Linked DNA regions of Mus musculus: regions 2 and 3 are each linked to region 1. Evidence: chromatin contacts called from public Hi-C data. All regions are on one chromosome and are shown on one strand. The core of a region is the stretch at or near the end of the contact, and the rest is flanking DNA. Distances in the headings are between cores, read along the strand shown.

Region 1 (2,986 bases), core at 333-2,832:
ATTTTATCAAAGGTTTTGTGGTCTGGTTATAGATAGAGACTTTGTAGCCCTGTAGAGGTGGACTGATAACACCCGGAAGCAGCAAAGGGCAGGCTTTGGAACTGGGTAATAACCTCCCAGAAGAGGCACTTTTATGAAAAACTTGGGTCAGGGGTCTACAGCAGGGGGATGACATGAAAAAAGAATACAGGGCGAGCACCTGACTCCAATCTCCAGAATTTACAGAAAGATGGAAGGACGGACCCAACCCCAGAGCATGCTTCTTCTGACCTCTACTCATGTGTCCGTGCGCGCACGCGCACGCGCACACGCGCGCACACACACCCTAGTAACAGTTCTTTATTTTTATTTATTTTATTTTATTTCATTTTATTTTAGAGATGGAATTAACCCAGTAAACCCCCCCCCCCCCCAGCTAAGCATGGAGAAAGAGAGTGTCCGAGACAGAGTGAGGATTCTGTAAAAGCAAAGCAGTGGAAGAACAGAGTTCATTACTCAGCCCTGCGCCCTGCTCACCGTGAAAAGGACATTCATTGGTTGAATGTCAGTGTATTTTATGTCCAGAGTATTTACGTTCTCAGTAAAATGCTATTCCTTAAAGCTAAGGTGAAGGACTTATGTTAAGAGATAGGTTATTTCTCTGCCAGTGAAATGAGCCAACTCAAGCCAGATTAGAATATATTGAAGTCAGGTTTATTGGGGAGCTGCTCTTGGATGAGTTCACTAACCCCAAAGACCAGGCCAGGGAAGTCACTATGAGTGTGTGTGTGTGTGGGGGGGGGGGGGGGGGGGGAGAAAGTGTGTGTGCCCGAAGAGAGAAAGAGAAAGAGAAATGAGGGAGAGAGATCAAAATGTCTGGATTATATAGGCAGGAGCCTTTTGGGGGAAGGGCAGCTCAACCCCTAGGCTGGAAAGTTCAGGGATGGGAGCAGGGTGTGCCAGGTATGGACTGAGGGATGCTGGGAGAACCTTAAGTCCAGATCTGCTTTGATATGTAAAGTAAGCACTTCATTCCCCCAGCTCAGAAACCAAACATTACTTAATTTCCATTGTAAAACTTGTTCTTCCTTGTCCACACCTAGCAATCTTATTTAAATAATTATTTCCAACAGGATCCTTTTTTCTTTGCTTTGCTTTGTCATTGAAATGGAAACTTATTATATAGTCCAGGTTGGCTTTGAACCCCAGAGTACCGCAATTATAAATAAGTATGTAAGTACAAAGCTACAGCAATTGTTCATTACTGATTGGACCACCCAACTTCAGGCGGCTTCAACGTGTTGGCTTGAAGGTTAAAGTGACTTAACCATTCTGGGATGTTGCACGTCCCATATACAAATGTAATATACCGACTTTCCTTTTTAAGGATTTTGAATACCTTAAACCAATGGTTCTCAACCTTCCTAACGCTGTGACCGTGATCGTTTGATATAGTTCCTAATGCTGTGGTGACCTTCGATCATAAAATGACTTTGTTGCCACTTCATAACTGTAATCTTGCTACTGTTATGCATTGTATGCATATATCTTATATGCAGGATATCGGATACAGACTCCCAATGTGGGTCATGACCCACAGGCTAAGCACCACTGCCTTAAATGGACGTCCCAAAGACTTCACTACAGAAACCCCTCCCATGACACTGTAAAAGCTTTGGAATTAAATCAGTTCCTTTAAAGAACCCAAGAGCTTTTGTGATTAAATTACTAAGTAAACCCCATGTGTTAGCATAAGATATCGAATCAGCCATCAGCAGGACACAGGCCTCTCATCCCAGCACTCAAGGTTTTGAACCATGGAGGTTATTAGGTCAAGGCCAACTTGACCTGCTAAATTTTTCAGTCGTAGTATGCCTGTGTGCCTTAACTTTGACTAAGAGCTCACAGCCTAAAGTCTTTGATAATTCATGTTCATATTTTATGTATTCATGCATTTATACCTTTCGCACGGAGGTTTGCCTACCACCTCAGTTTTTCTTTTTTTTTCCTTGCAATTTATTTATTAAGGAAATCAGATTGTTTGCTTGTGGATGTTATGGCTAGCCTTGTCTGGGTTTTGCTGACTGGGTCTCTATTAGAAGATTCTCTGCCTCCTGAAGATTGCTAATTGAATGCAAAGTTGGCTTGATGACATTTGGTTTTTCTTTCTTACTGTTTTATTTTTGGTTTGGTGTAAAGCTTGTGTCTAGATGATAGTGTATTTTTTATGTTATTTATCATTATTTTATGTGTGAGAGTGTTTTGCCTGTATGTATGTGTGCTGTATACACACTGAGTGTCTACTGAGGCCAGAAGAAATTTCCATTTATATGTATATGTTTATGTATATTTTCACTTTAAGGCAAGCTTCTACTTTATTCTCATGGGTGTTTTTCTTTTCTTTCTTTCTTGTTTTCAGACATCCTATAAATGACGAAAATCAAGATGGTGTCATGCACTCTGATGGTAAGGAGTAACTTTCTTCTTCTTCCTTTTTTTTTAAAATCTGAAGTACATGTTTGAATTAGTTAAATGTCATGGCATCCTTAATGGCCAGTTACCATCACTGGCCTATGCCAGGTCCCCTGTTTTACTTATTTCTTAGCATTCTCATGCTCCATTTCCTTCTCTTTCTCACTACAGACAACATCCTACAACACTCAGTGTGCATTTGTACATATTCTTCTCATATGATTATATGTAAGGACACACGTAACTTATATGAAAAGCAGATTCTCAAGTTTTCTTTTTGAGAACACTCAGTGCATGGGTTTTCCAGCCTCTACTCCATGACTGTGCACACATTTAGTGTGTGGTTAGTAGGCACCGCCCAGCACAGCATGGAATGCACATCTGCCTCACTGGGAGTGAAGAAACACTGCAGTGCTCCTCTATGGTCTCATCCAGGTGGACCTCAGAGACGCCATTTCTTCACAGAGAAATGGCAGTGGAAAGGCTGGTTATGTGCTCCAAGGTAGAGTTACTTTGCTGGATAGGACTAGAGTGC
Region 2 (2,986 bases), core at 217-2,716, 490 kb after region 1:
GACATAGCTGGCCTCAAACCTGCAACAAGATGAGCGTGTAGATGGAGGGTGTGTTTAAGTAGAGATGATATGCAAGAGGTATGGGATACACTGCATTTTCTAGCTCTGTATACTGACCCATCTCATGGGCCTAAAATTATTTTTTGACATAGTGAAAATACAGAGCCTTTTTACTGATCATTTTTATTTAAACAATAATAAAAGAGAACTATCTTTGTAGAATTTACATTGCCTTAGGCAGTATAAGCAATCTAGAGATGTATTTAAACTGCCCAGATTTTTATACACACACACACACACACACACACACACACACACACAACTAAAGTTCTATGTCATTCTATATAAGAGATTTAGGATTGATAGGGGGTCTAGGAACCAATTCATCTTAGATACCAAGAGGTGAAGGTCTACATTTTTGTTGGGCATATATTTCTAAGGCAGAAAGACACAGGCTGTCTTGATAAGATGAAAAAATAAATTATTACAGGTAGTAATAAAACAATATATATACACACACACACACTCATATAATGAAAATGAAGGTTTGAATAGATTCAAGAATAAAAGGCAACATCAGAGTTAGGGATGGGAAGGGCTGTCACTGAGGGTAGAGATGGGTATAGCTTAAGCTGAGTGAAGTTTAAGCTAAGGAGAATGATGGAGGGGTACACATGGAGGTTGTAGAAACTACTATGTGTAATGGGGTAGTGGTGGGGATAGAAGGCTATACTGATAGAAGGCCAGCTATGTCCTTAGGAAAAGGGTACAGCTCAGTTTGGATGATTGATGGGCCCAGTGCCATCACTTTCCCCCAGAATTGGGAAAATATGAGCTTACGTCTTCCTCTGCCAATCATGACTGTGCAACAGAATGCGTCATGTGACAGCTCAGAGCCTGAACTTGAACTTTACATCACAGGAAAGCCCAGGCTGTTACACAGCGTAAATCTACTCATTTATGTATAGACTGACTAAGTGCCTACGTGAAGGGCCCTGGAGGAAACAAAAGGGAAATGCTCTTGTCCAGTTGGTCCTTCAGCATGATTTGACTGAGGAAGAGCACAGAAAAGGAGGAACACTTGATTCTAAAGATGATGAAGGCCTGAGGGACCTGGGAGGAATTCCCGAAGCCAATAGTTTGGAGTCAGGACAAAGAGTAGGTGGGTGGGGAGAGATTCCAGGAAATGAAACAACTTCACGGAATCCTGGGCAGGATGAGGAGTTCAGAATGTGTGAGGAAAGAGAGACGTGATAGTCACAGGTAGTGACAGCAATTCTAACCCCACAGCTGTGGAGAGAGGGGGCTCCTGAGGCCATCTTAGCAGAATCAGTGAGCTGTGGTTTCAAAGAAAGACCCTGTCTCAAAAATAAGGTGGCCAGCAATGAAGGAAACAGTGGTTGGAACTGTGTGAAGCAGAGTAGCAATGACTTGAGAGCTCTGAGCTAAGGCACTCTGTCTTGATTACCTTGTAAGCACTTTAAGTGGAAGATGGGTAAGCAGAACAATAGAGGCTTTGTGAATTTGCATTTCCATGTCCAAGAATGCATTCATTTACATATGCAAATAACAGGACCGCGGACTCCGGAGGAACTTCTGTAATGTTTGACACTATTTCATTGTAACTATTGAATGGATGAAGCTATCAACCGGAACCTACACAATTAATAGATCTTGGAAAAATAAGTTGTCTGACACTAACTCCCTTTACACGTTTTTTGCTAGGCCTCCCTTCTAGAAACAATAGCTAATATTGGCTGGTGGCTGACTGCACACAGTAGTGTGGTCTTAAGTGCTATGCTAGAGGCATAGTCTCCCATTTAATTGTCACAACTATGACCCAGAGATAAAGCCTAAGGTTATCCCCAGTGTTTTGATGCAGATTGCATACTAGAAAGTCTCCTGCTCTCCTGACCTGGGATTACCCAGTTAGTAAGCAGAAGTAAGATTCCTCCTTGGGCACAGATTCTAGCTCACAAATTCTCATTGACTCCTTTTCCAAAAACAAGGTCACCAACAACACAAACATCTGGCTTGTCTGAATGGGGAAATCAGTTGTGCATTACACATTAATCTCTCGTGAGTTGGTCTGTATGACTCCATTCTCTAGGGCTCCATTCTCTTCCAGTGAACTAATAAAATAATCCAAACTGCAAAGCCAGCTGTGTGTGGATCAAGGGCTAGACCACAAGGAGGATGGTGGGAGAGGAGGTTAGAAAGGAAGCAGAAGCTAAACTGTGCAGATCTTGAGTGTGTAGACATACTGAATTGTTTCCTAATGCAAAAAGTAGACCTGCTTAGAAAGTGACACTGGGGTGATACTTTTAATAGTGATTATTGAGTACCTATAAGAGTCTTACATAAATGGTTTGAATAATTTGTTCTCTTTAATAATACAAAAAGATAAAGGAGGCTTAAGCTATAGCAATTAAATAATGTGTTAGTAAATAACACAATCCTTTGTTTATGCACAGAATTGAACGTAGTCCGAGGTATTCCAGGGCCAAGCCCTGCAGGCCCAGAGTGATTGACTTTGGCATGTCAAAAGCTTTGTCTTCATTTTGAGATGTTAAAGTTTTAGGTCAGGAAACACAATAGCAGGCTTCAGTTAAGTGACTTTGACCTTGTCGAAAGCTCTGTCTCCCTTTTGAGATGTTAAAAGTTTCAGGAAAAGAAGCACACTAAAAGAAATCTGGGTGCTGTGTCCACCCCCAAACTTTCCAGAGTTGTTTCAAGGAGACATTGTTTCCCACCTAACACTAGCAAATCATTGTTTAATATTTCCACTCATACATTAAAATTATATCATAACATAATACTGTGCTAAAAAATTCATGATGCCTCATATTTGACCCTGAACTGTGTATAACTCAACTCCTAGGGCAAAAGAGAGGGAGATTGGAGCGTATTATTTGTTTCCTGAGAACATTCCTCACGTCATGGTAACTGGCTATGGATATGGTCAGTAGGCTCTGAACCCGATCAC
Region 3 (2,986 bases), core at 264-2,763, 450 kb after region 1:
GGGAGCAGATTCCAAAGTCTCTGAGGTTAGTCATTACTCTACAGTCAAAATCACATCATTCTTCTATTTAGGCTCGGAAGGGGCCAGCATCCACCTGTACTTTTGTACGGTCTTTCCCTCCAGACTATGTCTACCCAAACAAATGGCGTTGAGGTTTCTGTGAAAACAATAGATAATAAATCCTTCCTAAGCACCTACATACATTCCAGAGCTGGTTCACACTCGACTGCTCCTTCTATATAGCATCATGAACGGCAAAACTGAGAGTGTTGCCGGGCTTGGTGGCGCACTCCTGTAATCCCAGCACTTGGGAGGCAGAGGCAGGAGGATTTCTGAGTTCGAGGCCAGCCTGATCTACAAAGTGAGATCCAGGACAGCCAGGGCTACACAGAGAAACTCTGTCTCGAAAAAAAAAAACAAAAACAAAAACAAAAAAACAAAACAAAACAAAAAAAAAACCCAAAACCCAAAAACCTGAAAGTGTTGTCAGATGGTATCTGCTCCACCAAACATCTGCTTTAATAAGAATTCTGGCCTCTGTGCATGGGACACGGTTCAGTCTGGACTTTACTTGTGCCTGCATCTAAACGCAAAGGACTTTGAGTGTTCATTGAACATTAATCAAGAAAGGCTCTCTAAGCTCCTCATTTCCACTGCTGAGGTATGTAATTACCACCACTCCTACCAGCTTAGGAAAGGTACCGCTCACCGAGCATCTTCCGGTGTTTCAGTGGAAATGAACCAGTTGCCACTTGGAAAAATTGTTGAAAGGCGCTCCGAGAACCCCCCCCCCCCCCCCCCCCCCCCGCCTCTGTCTAGCTGGTGCCGCTCCAGGTCTCCTATCAGGTTGCAAACAGGCTGCTTTTGGATCAGCTCATCTTTCAAGTACTTTTTTTTAAGGCCATGGAAGCTGAAGGTTGGAAAGGCAAATAGAAAAGGGGGGGAAAGAACCAGGCCATGTTTTCTTCAGTTTGCCGAAAAGCAGGAAACTCAAAAAGCACACTCTTTAACAATGAGATCTCTGTAATCATACTGAGTAGAAACACAACAGAGTGACGTGGGCAGGAGTTCCGGCAGACATCCAGAAGGTTCTGCCTCGCTCTCCCTGCCTTCCTTTCCTTGTCCGTGCACTGGGGAGGTGGGCAGTGAGTCCGACAGTGCTATGACAATATCATGTTTTTATGTATTTTAAAAAATAAAACCCTTACGTATACATAGGTTATCTCTGGAAGAAGCATTCTTGCAACACAGAGGCATATCATTATGTGTGTGTGTGTGTGTGTGTGTGTGTGTGTGTGTGTATACTTATCCACTTTACATTCCACCCACTGTCCCCCTCCCAATCACCCTCTCCCACAATCCTTCCCCCATCCCCTCTTCTCTTGTGAGCAGGTAGGGGCCCCCCATGGGTAACCCCAACCCTGGCAATTCAAGTCTCTGTATCCTTTCCCACTGAAGCCATACAAGGCAGCCTACCTGGATGAACATGTCTTGAATACAGGCATCGTCTTGAGAGGTGGGCTGGAACCTAGCCTGTGCAGCCACATTACGCCCTGCGCTGCGATTCTGAGCTCACTGCCATCCCTAGCCTGGCGTGCGACCTTGAGCACTTGCCCTTACTTGTGTTCAGACAATGCTATCTTAACGCGGGCCGTCAATGAAGTTTAGGGAAAGTTGCCGGTCTTTTCTGGGCATTGTTTCCCTTTGTCGATCAAAGGCACAGGGGAGGAAGTAAATCACCTGTGGGCTTCTGCCAGAGCATTCAGTAATCAACAGTCCGCGGTGTGTGCTAACCCGCCGCTCAACTCCCTTTCAAAGAAAGGTCTCCACTCTGCGAGCAGTGAAAATACCTAGGGATGTTCCACAGGGTCAGACAAAAGGAAGGGCTGCAAATGTCAGTGTGTGGGGGGAGGGGGGATGTGATAATGGAAAGAAAGTAAAAGGGTATGGGTGGAGGTAGGCACTTAGGAAAACTACCTTGTTTGAAGAGGCAGTCCTGAGAGTGAAAAGACAAGTGTGGCCACAGACCCTCTCTGACCCTGTAGGTCCTGCAGAGCTAGTTGATCTTCAGATGAGGGGATGAGACACAGGGCAGCCATGGGCTCTGGAAATATATCATTAGCCGTTCTCAAAGTGGTTCCACAAACTGAACATTTGAGTTTAAATTCTTGAATAAGTGTTAAACAATCAAAGAAAGGCATCCCAAAGTATATGTATATATCTACATCTACATCATCTATATCTATATATATGTGTGTGTGTGTGTATATATGTATCCATATATATGTGTGTGTGTATATATATATATATGCTAATATATAGGAATTTTCCCATGATATATACATATGTATATATATTCCATGATATATATACATTTCATATATATATGTGTGTGTATATATATATATATATATGCCTATATATTAGTTCCAAGAACACATTTCTACAGATTGTTTCTGAAACGTTAGCAAACAGTTTGTGAAGTAGGAGTTGTTTTGACAAGACAAAGGGGAAAGTGACCCATTGGTTCCTGAAGTTAGAAAAGGATGGCATCAGCTTCATTTTCTAAGGATTGTGAACACGCATGCTGGCTCTCATCTGAATTGTGGCATGAGACATGTGAGCCACTTGCCAACCTGTAAGCCATGGGCATACACCTGGCTGCTTCTAAGTCACACTTGCTCAGTGGAAGCGCATGCCCCTTGATAGGCAGGGGTTGTGTATGGGTAGAATGATAGGCCCAAATCTAGAGCCTGGCCCCATACCTAAAGTGAAGCTATGTAGCACTGAGCATTTTAGGCCTGGATCCTGTTTTACTCCACAAAGCATGTAAAACAATATCCAATTTGTAGTTGCTTTGCAGGACAGACTCAGATAACAAGAGGGAGAGCGTTTGTTGAGATTCCATCTCACTCAGTCAGAATGACTGACATCAAGAAAAGAAATCATGGCAAATGCTGACCAGAATGTGGGGAAAGAGGAACCC

Evidence for each region. A called contact is a pair of places that touch in the nucleus more often than the background predicts.
Region 2: a contact with region 1 is called in a Hi-C map of embryonic stem cells, with 2.3 times the contacts expected there. The contact joins two enhancer-like sites. A contact is called at or near these places in 1 of 39 promoter capture datasets (stem cell-derived epiblast-like cells), 2 of 484 Hi-C or Micro-C datasets (both in embryonic stem cells) and 3 of 115 datasets of contacts at active chromatin or transcription factors (all in embryonic stem cells).
Region 3: a Hi-C map of embryonic stem cells shows a contact between it and region 1, with 2.2 times the contacts expected there. The contact joins two enhancer-like sites.

The regions. Positions count from the first base shown.
Region 1 is chr15:6,627,674-6,630,659 of GRCm38.p6, forward strand. It overlaps Fyb (FYN binding protein), which reads left to right. Exons shown (of 18, transcript NM_011815.5): 3 at 2,399-2,445. The region is part of intron 2 of Gm2245 (predicted gene 2245); the gene reads right to left. Among named protein-coding and RNA genes, the nearest start is that of Gm2245, 25 kb to the right of the region's middle. Within about 2 kb of position 1,583, at least 2 of the 459 cell types and tissues checked have an H3K27ac peak or open chromatin away from gene starts, as enhancers often do. A contact at or near this core is called in embryonic stem cells, where this site is marked.
Region 2 is chr15:7,114,340-7,117,325 of GRCm38.p6, forward strand. It overlaps a transcript of Lifr not described here. Among named protein-coding and RNA genes, the nearest start is that of Lifr, 14 kb to the right of the region's middle. Within about 2 kb of position 1,467, at least 61 of the 459 cell types and tissues checked have an H3K27ac peak or open chromatin away from gene starts, as enhancers often do. A contact at or near this core is called in embryonic stem cells, where this site is marked.
Region 3 is chr15:7,080,363-7,083,348 of GRCm38.p6, forward strand. No RefSeq gene overlaps it. Among named protein-coding and RNA genes, the nearest start is that of Gm30971, 7.5 kb to the left of the region's middle. Within about 2 kb of position 1,514, at least 27 of the 459 cell types and tissues checked have an H3K27ac peak or open chromatin away from gene starts, as enhancers often do. A contact at or near this core is called in embryonic stem cells, where this site is marked.